2 separate regions of the Gasterosteus aculeatus genome follow, and region 1 is linked to region 2. The links are chromatin contacts, called in public Hi-C maps. All regions are on one chromosome and are shown on one strand. Each heading gives the region's core, a stretch centred on a gene start, on an enhancer-like site or on the middle of the called end of the contact. The rest is flanking DNA. Distances are from core to core; before and after follow the strand shown.

Region 1 (6,045 bases), core at 1,928-4,427, 43 kb after region 2:
GAAAGGGACGTTAGTAGGGGTGGGAATCTCTTGGCACCTCACGATTCGATTCCGATTCAGAGGTCAACGATTCGATTCTAAACCGATTATCGATTCTAAACTGATAAAACGATTATCGATGCTGAGTTTGCTACTCAGAGGTTGCTAATCACTTCCTACTTTATTTCATAATTAAAGAAAATCAACAGATAAATTATCTTCTCTAATTTTTTATAAGAGAAAAAAAAATCTTTGTCACAAATATGATTTTCTATCAACAATGCAAGAACCAATGCAGCTTGCATTTCAACACAATATGAAGTAGCTTATGTAAAAATAAATATTAAACAGATTCATTTTTCTTTTAAATGAAGAAAAAAATGCTCTTCGTCTCAGACCGGTCCGTATTTGTAAAATACCGGAAAAAAGTCCAAATCTGTGAATATCTTGCCAACTTTCAATACGGATCGACTTTTTGGAAAATGGAAATAATGAGGTAATATATGCGCAGGTTCCTCCATAGTTCAATAAAGTTATTAGATATTCAGATTCAGACTGACGGACCGGTCTGCGAGCTGGACGCAGTGCTCTTAATGTGCCGGTAATGATGGTAAATGATGGTTGTAGCTGGTTTTCATCTACGGTCCACTACGATCACCGAAGGGGGGCGTTTGTTTTTCGACATGTTTTATCTTTTTATCCCCTTACATTAGTGCGGAAATGGGCTTCTATAGTTGTGTGGATGCATCACTCCAGCCAATCCAAAGACGGGGTTTGTAACCAATCAGGTGTAGAGACCATGGTGACTGGCTCCGCCCCCTCACTGTCAAAAAGAAAAACAGCGAGCGCGTAGAAAACACCTTCGAGCGCGAGCAGAGACTAACTTCGCGAGCGAGGAAGTTCACGCTCCTGCAAGCGAGCAAATATCTCGCGCGAGATTAATTCTGATTATTAACTTTTCTGAATCGAGACCGAATCGTTCTAGAGAGAATCGAGAGAAATCGACGTTAGCAGCGTGTCCCCGCGGGCAGCACGTAACCCACTAAGTGTGTGAATTGACTCCACTCTCCCTTGCAGATGGCATCGAGTGGCAATCAGTGTGCACAAGCAGACCATCACCCTCATTCTGGACTGTAAAAAGAAGGCCAGCCAGAAGCTGCTGCGAAGCCCTCACCCCATCATCGATACCAAGGGAATTGTAGTATTTGGAACCAGGATACTGGATGAAGAAGTCTTTGAGGTGGGCGTAATCTACATGTTTTATAATCATAAAATACTATGTTAAGACAATCTACGTAAATGGTATTTTTCTCTTTTGTTCTCTTTATAACTGAAATTCTTTTGCTGGTCAAACCTCTCATGTGGCTTCTATGCAGTTAAAACACGGTCCAACTCTAAAAGTTATGTTTCTGGTTTCATTGTTGCATTCTTTCTCTAAATTGGCTTGAACGTTTTCTTGTTTACAGAGGTTTTTGACGAGTGGCGACGGGTTTTTGTCATTAGAATGCAGAATTCTCTTCTTCCTGCCTTTTTTCTTTCCATGCGTGTAAACGCTTTGTGGCCGGAGATGAAGGACGGCCGTTAATTCTGACAAGAGACAGGAAGCTTTTTTGGGGTTTCTGTTACTTTGCTTTTTCCTCAGTGTGCAGAATGTGAGTTAGCTGGTACAGTTTCCTTAAACAAGCTTTTGTGTGGATATTTGTGGCCCCTCGCCGTGACCCCTGTCAGGAACATGCACGCACAAACACACTACGGCGCACAGCGAGCGCACAAGGCACAAGGAATAAGCGTTGTCTTTGTCCCGGCAGAGTTGTGCTTGTTTAAAGGGGGATTAGTCTGTGACGCCGAGGCCCTCAATAATAATTAGTAGCAGAGGTTGACTGATGTGACTGATGCTGAGCCAGCCGACCTTTAACCTTTACTGCTGCTCAGGGAGAGCAGACGAAAAGAACGAAATATGACGTCACTCCGTCCCCCACAATCCCCAAAAGTTGGTAAAAGATGAGTAACGAGTGAAGCAACACATGCTTTACATACAATTCTTTGGATATTGTTGCCCGGTATAAACACAGCAGGCTAATGTGCACTAGTAAATTCCTTAATCTACCAACCGGATGACTGCATTTATTCTGCACAAATGTAATGTACAGCTGAAATCTCATCATTGCCCGCTGGTCTTTAGATTGAAGTGATGTGGGGGGGCAATTCAACCAGCTATCAGGGTCCACTGGTTACCGTGGGAAGCCAGATAGTGTGTGTGTGTGTGTGTGTGTGTGTGTGTGTGAGATGTTTGAAGCCCTCCCGCCGTGCGTCCGCCAGTTGGGAGACAGGACAGGCTCCAGTGCGTGCAGAAAATGGAAAATATGCCACATATTTTCCAAATTACGCTCAGGCCGCGCTCCTTTCCTCCTCTGACTCCCTTCTCCCCTCTGTAGTTTAGTCTGATCCCGTGTTGACTTTCGCCGGAGTCAGTTACCATCAAGAGCACGGAGAGCGACACAAAGAAAATAAAAAAGCCCCAAAAGATTTCCACGCGTCCTCAGGACGAATGCATAGAAAGAATTTCCCTATAGAAAAAGAGAAAATCTATGTTTTTTTTTTATTAAAAAAATAAATCATAAAATCAAAACGTATTTATATAAAAAGGCGTAAGGGAGTGAATGCAATGTTTAAGTTTACACTGATTAGTGTAGTAGCCTGGCGCTTTGCTTTTACGACTGTATGCAGAGGTGGTTTGTGGTTTGGTTCCTGACATGGTGATGGTGGCCACAGAGAAAGCGCCTACTCTCTGCAAGTACCACAGTGTTATTTAGAAGAAGCAAGAGCTCTGTGGCGAGTGCGAGTGAAGGCATGGCCTTTGGCCTGCATAAAGGGACGCTCATCCGTTGCCAATGAGACAGTGATTACTGCTCGGTTATCATTCATGAAGGACCAAGACTCTTCAACAGACCAGCTAATGACTTTTAGTGACTTAGTTGTCTTCCTTCTGGACTGTGGGGGTCATGGATGTTGAAGGCACGCATGATCTAGTCTCTCTAGACACCGGAGAGCCGGGTCAGAGGAGCCCAGATCCGGAGAACAAGATGTTCGGGATGGAGAGGAGTGGGGAGCGGCGGCTTCGGCCCGGCGCAGCCAAAAAACCCTTTTGAGTCACACTCTGGAAAGAATGAGGAGCTCTCTTCCCGCTGATGTCAGTGTTGGAACGCCGACCGTGCACCGCATGACCTCATCCAGAGGTTTCCTTGGTATCCGCTGATAGGCTGTCCCAGACCGCCGGTCTGAACGAGAGGGAGGGGGGTGATGTGGTGCATGTGGTGATCGGTCGGTGGAGATGGGAGGGGGGGAGGGGGTCGGAAAAGCGGGATGTGCTTCAGAAGCGGAGGGTTTAGGTAAAGAAATGATGGAATAAAGGATCAAAGATGGACAGAGTGGGGGGGGGGAGATAAAGGCAGTGCGATAAGAGTTGGCGGTTGGCGGGCGGCTGACGCGGTGCAACCAGAGCCAGGGAAAAGTAGTAGGGAGGCGCTCTGGCTGCTTGTCGAGAGCTTTGATATTTGTACACATCCCGTGTCCTCATCTTTACCCCTTGACTTGTGTTCAAGTTCCCTCCATCTAACTCATCGGCCGTTATTTACAGCTCATGTGTCACTTTGAAGCCTCGATGTATAGAGGCTGTTCTAAATTAACATTTTTTATACTGTAGATTTGACATGGCTTCCTTTACAGCAGATGTTAAGCCTCTTCTTGGCCCGCTGTCCGGGATAGTAGTAAAATTGGTCTGAATGATGTTTCTGGTCCGTGACAAGGCTCCTGTTATTCATGGTGTGTTACGTGCAAATGGCTCTAGCAAAGCTTCTCTAGAAACTTTAAAGTTGACTCTTTTTTTTTTAGGATCCCTCGTATCTCCCTGTCCACAGTCCGAGCCACATATTGGCTCTTGACAGTATTGTCGAACACTTTTTTGCACAAACATATTTCTTTTTGTCCAGGGCCGAGAGTCCAGCCTGGGATAAATTAGCCCATTTTCCCACTTGGGGTTAAAGAGCCCAGATTTATGATATTTACACAGCTCTTCTCTTTGCTCTATTGTCCTTTGTTACTAGAATTTCAAACCACTTTGTCCACAGCCAGTTCTGTAATGTGAAATCCCTTCACGCGTTTGTATGCGTTGTCTTGTCCACGGTTAAAGTCCAGCGTCACCGTCAGAACACGCGCTTCTGTCCCAGGAATGGGGCGCAGACTTCAGTAGCATCCCGGGGGGAAGATGAAGTTTCCACCATGGTAATTAAGAAAATTTCCCTAACTCATGTCAGATGTTTGTCTTTCGCCCCCGTTATTCCCTCTGTTATTCCTCCGCTGTGTCGGCGAGCCCCCCCGGAGTGTCGCCTCAGCACTTCTCTCGTGTAGACTTTCAGCCAAACGCTCAGGATCTACGTCTGCTAGGCGAGGTGAGCCCGCTCCGGTTTCCCGCCGCCCCGAACGAGCAGGAAATGTGAATGTGGTATGGAATTAAAATCTTATACCGAGGGGAGGCCGGGGGCCGTGACGAAGAGGCCCAGATGGGATCCAGGAGAGCAGGACGGGGGCGAGGAGGTGAGGGACTGGAGGTGCTGTGCGGTGGATAAGTGGGGTGGCAGACGGGCCTGTTGCTCTTGGCAGCTGCTCCGACTGTACAGATTGAGCTGCAGCCTGGAGGGGAAAGGGTTTGTGGGTAAAAAAAACAACAACAACCTTTATGTCTGCTAAAGGTTTGGTTCTGGAGATTTATTGGAGTGAAAGTTCTCTGGAGGCATATGTGCCTTTTTAAACCAGCTTTTTTCTGCATGTACCGGAATGCATCATACGTGTGCATGTGTGTGTGTGTGTCCATGCTGATTAATGGCCTCTGCGCGGCGGGCTAACCCCCTGCGACGCCTTGTTTGGCTGCGGTGGTGGGATCGGAGCTCGCCCAGGCGCTGGGGCTGTGTGTGTCGGTGCGGGCTGGCAGAGGGGCCGGGGCCTGGCTCGCCGCTCGGCGGTGACTGTGTAAATATGTCGGGAAAGCAGCTCTCCCCCCCTTAAATGCAGCTCGGACCTCCCAGAGTCTTACACTGCTCCGCGCGCCCCCCTCCAGTCCGTGTTTTATTCGGTGACATTTAATCAAGAAAAACAACAACAACTAGACTCTTTCCTCCGGGAAGCTGTTGTGCCAAAGGCCATTGGAAAGTGTCCCAGGGGATTTGGAGAAATAATGAGCATTGATTAGTCTATTTGGGGGGCCTCACTAATCAAAACGAGTGTTCGTCGGGCTCCAAATGCCTCCTGCATACATTTTGTGTGTATACTGTAAGTAAGATATACATGGATGCTGTAACGCTTGTAGTTGCAATAACCGACCCCACTTCGGCCTGAAGTTGTTTTGGACACCGTGCCAGAGGGATCAGCATGACCTCGGTCCACCCTGCATGATTGTGGGTCAGGTTCAGATGGAGCACTCTCCTGCCACCACCTGGACGCATCCAGAACATCCAGTATGGGGGGGGGGGGATGTTGATGTGAGATTTGAGTAAATAAAATACAGAGAAAAAGAGAAGGTCGATGCTTCTAAGTGTTACTGATCGGCCTTTGTTCCGCTGCTGTAGTCCTGAAGACTGCAGGATCAGGATTTGGGTTGCCGGTTCAGCGTCCGCATGCAAGCGTCTTCAACAGTTCCTTGAGGACAAAGCATGCAAAGTGGGACTGACTGCTGCCCACAGCCACGGCCAATGGCCTTTTCCCCGCCGGAGAGAGGAGTCATATTTCAGCCGAGTCCCGGGAGATGCTGACGGCAGTAACCCTGTTATTGTCTGAAACTTACCGCCGTAAGCACCTCGGTGATGTGTCACGTGGTGCTGCGGCGGTGAAAAACGTCGCCGTTCCCTCTCGAGTGTGAAAGCTGATTGCACGGCTTCCACGCCTCCCCCCCCCCCGGGGGGGTTTTGTGTGCGATCGTATAATTCCAGGTTTCCTTCCCGCTGTTTGGAGTGCTCCGTTTGGGTGTTCCTATGTTGCCATGTGTCAACCGTGTGACATATATTTCGGTCTGTC
Region 2 (5,845 bases), core at 2,913-5,412:
CTTTGTATCTTTGGACAGTTTCGTAAGGCCTTTTTTCTACCCGGTGGGACTCGGAGCCGTGGCGGACCTCCAGACCGCTTCCAACCACCTCCAGACCGCTCCAACCATCTCAGACTCCAGGCCGTCGTACCACAGAGGACTCACGACCACGAGAGACGGTCCAACCGCGCTCCCCCCGGAGCCAGCAATGAAGCCCGGGTAATAAAGTCCCCTCCGAGCCTTTGAAACCAAACACATGGAGGCACACAGCTGCAGAGGGGGCTTGTACACATGTATGCGTATTTACTGCAAGTTCCTCTCGCATCAGACTCCACACAAAGGAGTCTACAGGTGTTACTGCGTCTATTCATCACAATGGGAAAAATGAAAAGCTCGTATCACAACAGGCATTTTCTATTCGCTTAACGACGGCATTTTGTTAGCCGTTGTTCCAATTACCTCCTGTTTTCGTCCAGGAAAAAAATAGTTTCCTACATTTGGGGCCAAACGGGAAATTTTATTGCTGTAACAAAATACCGAAGAAGTCAACGTAATCAGGTAGGCACTGTCAGAGAAGACTCGCCGTTCTGAATCCTGAAATCCAGCTTCTGAGGGAGCCCCCATCTGCCACTGAGAGAGATGGCCTCCACCTCGCACGACCCCCCGGAGCAGGAGTTAATCAAGAGGGGCCCGTCACCAATGAAATCACAGGGCGCCCGCAGGAGGAGGAGATTTCACTCCTTTTCTCCCGTTAATTCACCAGACGAATCTCACAGTGGGTTTGTCTCATCGCTGAGCTGATTAGGACAAAATTCCCTGGGCTCCGCTAATGAAAAAGTGGCTGGAAGCAAACGAGCGCATGCATTTAAATGAGGAATGACTTCTTCTTCTTTTTTTTCCTTTTTTCATCTCTCTTTGAGAGTTTAAAGAGAAGAATGGTTGATACATAATTCAGAATAGTTCTAAACGTTATCCTGGTGGGTAACACGCCCCTGTTTACGCAACAGGATTTTTTAGGGGGTGGGATATGAATAAAACTACAAACGATAATACCAACGCCAGTATTGGAAACAGCCATCGGGTCGGCTTCATAACGAAGGCTGACTTACGCATTGGGTCGGTCACATGATACCTTCAAGCTCTATTCAGTAAAAAAGCGCATTAGTGCAACTTCAAAGTCAAATGAATTAATCAAAATACCTTTAGCAGGAACCTGGAAGCTCATCTTTCAGCACACTTGTGCCTCGTCGGACACGTTGTCACGTCGCAGCAGGAAAAGCTCGGGTGATATTAATCATCGGTAATTGCTTTCCGGGCCCCCGACGTGGATCAGTCATCATAAAGGTTGTTAGTTGCGCTTTAGTGTTTTCTGTGTGGTTAAAATGTCACAGAATGGTCTTCGCAGGCATGCTGTGACTTTACTAATACAACCGTTCATAGTGATGTTTGGTCCAACTCGCACATCTTCGCCTCGTTGACCATGTGGGAGTTTTCTATCCAGATGTTCCCCTGGAGATGATACCTTTACAAACGCGATAATACGAGAGCTAATCTTGATTTGATCAAAAGATAAATGCGGACTTCCTCACTAAGCACTGCAGGCCTGGTCCATACTTCTTCTTTGACAGTTGCATAGCGGCAGAATCCAACACAAGCACTTTCTGGGGAGATCCTGAGGATTACATGTTTCCTCTTCAATAGGAGAAAAAAACAAAACTGATTTGTGTTTTGGTTTCCTCTAGAATCCTCCAGTGCGACGTCTCTGGCTCGCGACGCGGCGGCATTGTGGGATCACTCCACCATGTTGGAAACATGAAGGTGTTTCGCTCCTGTCTCAGTCTGCAGAAGCGTGTCACCGGCGGCGTTACAATAAACATCCAACTCGTGTTCCACCTCGCCAGCCGGCAGCGTCCCTCAGCGGTTCCCTTCTTCTTCTTCACCCCCATACGGGGCAACCATATCCTAAACTTTGTATTTTTCACTTAAACCCTAATAACAAAAATGTCTCTTACTTTTTTCCATCTAAAATAAAGGCTTCTACGGGATTGTAAAAATGTGATTTTTCTCTGTGCATCTATTCATGTTCTGAAAAAATATTATCTGAAAGGACATCAGAATGAGCAAAAACCAAAGGGAGCACACGGATCATTTCTATTGCAGAGTTCAAAAGGTTGTCGATCCACAGCGTTTATGGCATGAAAACATTCCGCTATTAGCTCTCGCTGTCGCTATTATATGACCATAATGCTGCGGTCAATGTGATTCAAGATGAAATATGACAACAGTTTAATTGAGTGCAATACGAGTAAAACAAATGTTTTTGATTGAAGGGGGTTTTTCAGAAAAGTGCAACAAAATATTCCACCAGGTTCCCGGCCTGTTGGAAAAAGTTAATATGTGAACTATTGATATTGGCCTCGTCTTTTAAAACCGTCAGACCCCAAATGACTGGCTTCTTTATTTGAGCAGCTTTTTTTTTCCCTGTGAAAAAATACAGAAATGCTTTATTATTAAACGGAGCAGGACGGACTACTTGAGGAAGTTTGGAGAGATTTAAAACGGTCTCAATAATCTCTTATTAATCACTTTTATGAGGCTCGCTGCTTGCGAGTGACCCGCACTGAGCCCGATGACGTAGACGTTCTCAGGCTGTCTCCACCAGGTTTCAACTTCAGTGACGCGTTTGGGCCGTTGCTAGGATTCACTATCACAGGAAAATAAAGCCGGCAGTGAGATTATTATTATTTTTTTTTGCTGTTTTCAATCCCTCAAAAAATGTGGACGATACAGCAGCCGTGAGGGATATTCGGAGATTACGGTTTTAAATCAATTGAAGACCAAAACATTCATTTGATCATGAGGGGAACAGAGCACCCAAGGGTGCCACACAGATCAGGACGGATTAACCTCAGCAGGGAGATCCGTCACGCCGCCTTTTGTGGCGAAACCACCCGACGGAGACAAACAGAAAGGGGATTTGGATTGAGGTGGGAATAAAGATTTGGTTTAATTTATAATCACAACAGAGGATCAAATGCGCTCGTCCGTCTCCTGGTTGGATCATTCGCTCGGAGCCGTGTGTCCTCACTAAGTATATTGTGTAAAACAAAAAAAAACAGAAAAGTGTCGGGTCCAAACCGGGCCTGTGTGGTGTGCGGGTGGCCCGGGGACTTGAGCTGCATGGCTATAGTCAGGTAATCTGATTAAAGTCAGCGATTAGCCGCTAAATCGCTCTACTCCTCAGAGAAGAGTCACGTGACAACGCTACATCGTAACAGTAATATCAAAGACGGGTTATGAAGACATCCAACGGGGGGGAAAATCAGAGCCCAGCAAACGGGACGTGCAGCCATCATGGATGTTTTATAAGAAAAACCTGTGGCTGATTCAACACGACGTAGCAGCGTCTGACGCTGTCGTACACTGACTTTGGGTAAGAATGCCAACCCGAATGTATCTGTGTGTGTGCGTTAAACAGATCGAAAGGAACCACGTTGGTATTCATGTGAAGTTCATCTGATGGATCATCGAAACTCTCGCTCCTTTTGTTTTTGCTGCACGTCGACACCCTTTTAGGGAACATTGTGTTTCTTTAGCAGCTACTGTAAGGGGGGCGGGATTCTAATGTGGCTTTGACAACACAATCCAACCCTTTGCGCGTTACACAGAATCCATGTCGTCCTTCATTCAAGTGTGTTTATTCATTTTTCACAACTTGACTTGACTGTGATCTTTCTTCCCATGCCAACCTGCACAAGTAGAACACAGGATACGTAGAGTATGAACACACACACAAAGTGTTTCTTTTTGATGCTCATGATAGTATCAGATCCAGTTACTTTGAAGATGAGCTGAACTACAACGTTCGTCGACCTCCGTTGTCGCGGACAACGATTCCTGTTTTTTGTTTCCGTAGTTTTCTCACTCCAACCGGACGGCAGCTCTTGCGAGAGTGCAGATTTTCACTGCAGCTGGTGACTGAGGCCCAAATTCCAGTCCAGCTGGGGTGTGCAACACGGTCAGGGACAGCTCCCGTCACCCCCCCCCCCCCCAGTCATCCCTCTGTTCCCCCCAGAGATCTCAGACAGACCTCATGTGGCCGGCCACAGTTTACATGGCCTCCTTTCTTCTCCGTCTCTTACAATTTATTTACACTGCCGTCGCCTAGCAACCGCCACAACACTCGCCGACTCCGCCTCTCCTCCTGCTCCCTGAGTCATTGGCAGCTAACCTCCTTTTTGCACAGAGCCCCATCTGCAGAATGCTGACGAACACGTGTGCTGGGATGTTCGGGTACCATTGGTGGTCCGCGCACAACCATGATGAAACGCACACGTGGACACACTTTTCCAGCAGCTGCAGGGGTGAGGCGGAGGATAACCCAGGTGGGAGTTCAAAGACAGGTTGTGACTCAGAAAAACCGAGACACTCAACTTATCAGAGAGCGATATTAAGGTCTGGGAACTTATCAACGCTTGGCTCTTCCGCCTCTTGCCCCCTCGTCTGCGATGGATGTTTTCTGGAGGGGAAAAAAAAAAAAAAGAAAGAGAAAAGGACCAGAAGTCCAATGCCTCCGGTCTGCCATGACATCATTCCTGCGCACATCTGGAAACGCTAGAGCGAGTGTGTGTGTGAGAGAAGAGGGAGCTGCAGAAGAATAGGGGGGCTGGTGACACATCAGCAGTATGGAGCAAAGAGGGGGAAGAGCAAAAGAAAAGAAGGGAAAAGATTGTTTATCAGAACATAGACAAAGATGCAATGTATAACCAAACTGTGTAAACACGGCCTTTGTTCTGACAGCGTTCTAAGTCGCCGCCTTTGTGCAGCAACCTGAAGCCAAACCCGGTTTCTTGGCTTTATTTGAATGTTTTCCTCAAGGAAATACTTTTTTTAGTTTTAAATTTTAATTAATATCCAGGTTGATTTTCTCAGATTTAAGAAAATTAAGTGTGACGCCAACAGGTATATTGATCCATCTTATATTTATAGTCTTGATTTTTTTTGTTCTCTTTTGTGGCCAGAAAGACAAAATATCTGGCAACCATTTTCCTTCCTTCTCATTCCCACCACCGGAGGGCGACACTTTACTCATTCTGTATTGATGAAAAGTGTAGCCTTTTATGACAGTTATTGTAAAAACGGCTTAAAAAAGAGTTACATTAATCATTTCCTGATGTATACTGTTCACAGGCTGCATTTCACAAGGATCATACAAATCTGTTTCTCTAAAGGCAAATACAACGGCAAGCGATACCAAGTGGAGTACACGCCTACTCGACATTCATACGGAGAAGTAGAGATGTGGGATTATGAAAGAAGGAAATGGGGGAAAAGAGGAGGGTTAATGGTGGAAGGGGATGTGGAGAAAGCTGTTTGCCAGATGTTTGTGTCCATACTGCAAACAGGCAAACCAAAAACGGCTCATTGAGCATATTATGATCTCTCAACTTCTGCCCTCTCTATCAAACTGACTCAAAACTATCACATTTTCTGGCCCATCCATCATTTTTCATTCATTGCCCTGCTATTGTCTGGTTTTGGGCCCAGTTTTTAGGAAGGGAAGAGAGAAAGTCCTGTTGACATTAAAGGCAAAGCTGCAACTTTCAAATGCGCTTTCGCAAGACCGAACATGAAACGGGAGGCCGGTAAATGAGAGGAGGAAGCAGGCGGGCAGAACACGTTGGACATACGCAGGTCACCGAGGTGACGGAGGCGTTTCCTCCTCTCGAAAACCGACCCAGCGATCCGGGCCACAGCGGCCTGTGACGTCGGCGTCTCCAGCGGGGCCCGCGGACCGCAGCGGACCGCAGCCCCCCTCCCCTACCCCCCCACCCCGCTTCCTGTCTCGCGTGGGGTACCATTACCA

The links. Hi-C and Micro-C count contacts between places; a contact is called where the count stands out from the background.
Region 1: a Hi-C map of skeletal muscle shows a contact between it and region 2, with 2.8 times the contacts expected there. The contact joins two enhancer-like sites. A contact is called at or near these places in 4 of 6 Hi-C or Micro-C datasets (skeletal muscle, tail fin and whole body).

The regions. Positions count from the first base shown.
Region 1 is chr14:3,329,659-3,335,703 of fGasAcu3.hap1.1, forward strand. It overlaps col5a1 (procollagen, type V, alpha 1), which reads left to right. Exons shown (of 66, transcript XM_078088951.1): 4 at 1,057-1,219. Among protein-coding and RNA genes, the nearest start is that of col5a1, 19 kb to the left of the region's middle. Within about 2 kb of position 3,178, at least 1 of the 9 cell types and tissues checked has open chromatin away from gene starts, as enhancers often do.
Region 2 is chr14:3,286,094-3,291,938 of fGasAcu3.hap1.1, forward strand. LOC120831989 (a long non-coding RNA gene) reads left to right here. Exons shown (of 2, transcript XR_005714137.2): 1 at 1-198; 2 at 1,722-2,038. Among protein-coding and RNA genes, the nearest start is that of LOC120831989, 3.0 kb to the left of the region's middle. Within about 2 kb of position 4,163, at least 5 of the 9 cell types and tissues checked have open chromatin away from gene starts, as enhancers often do.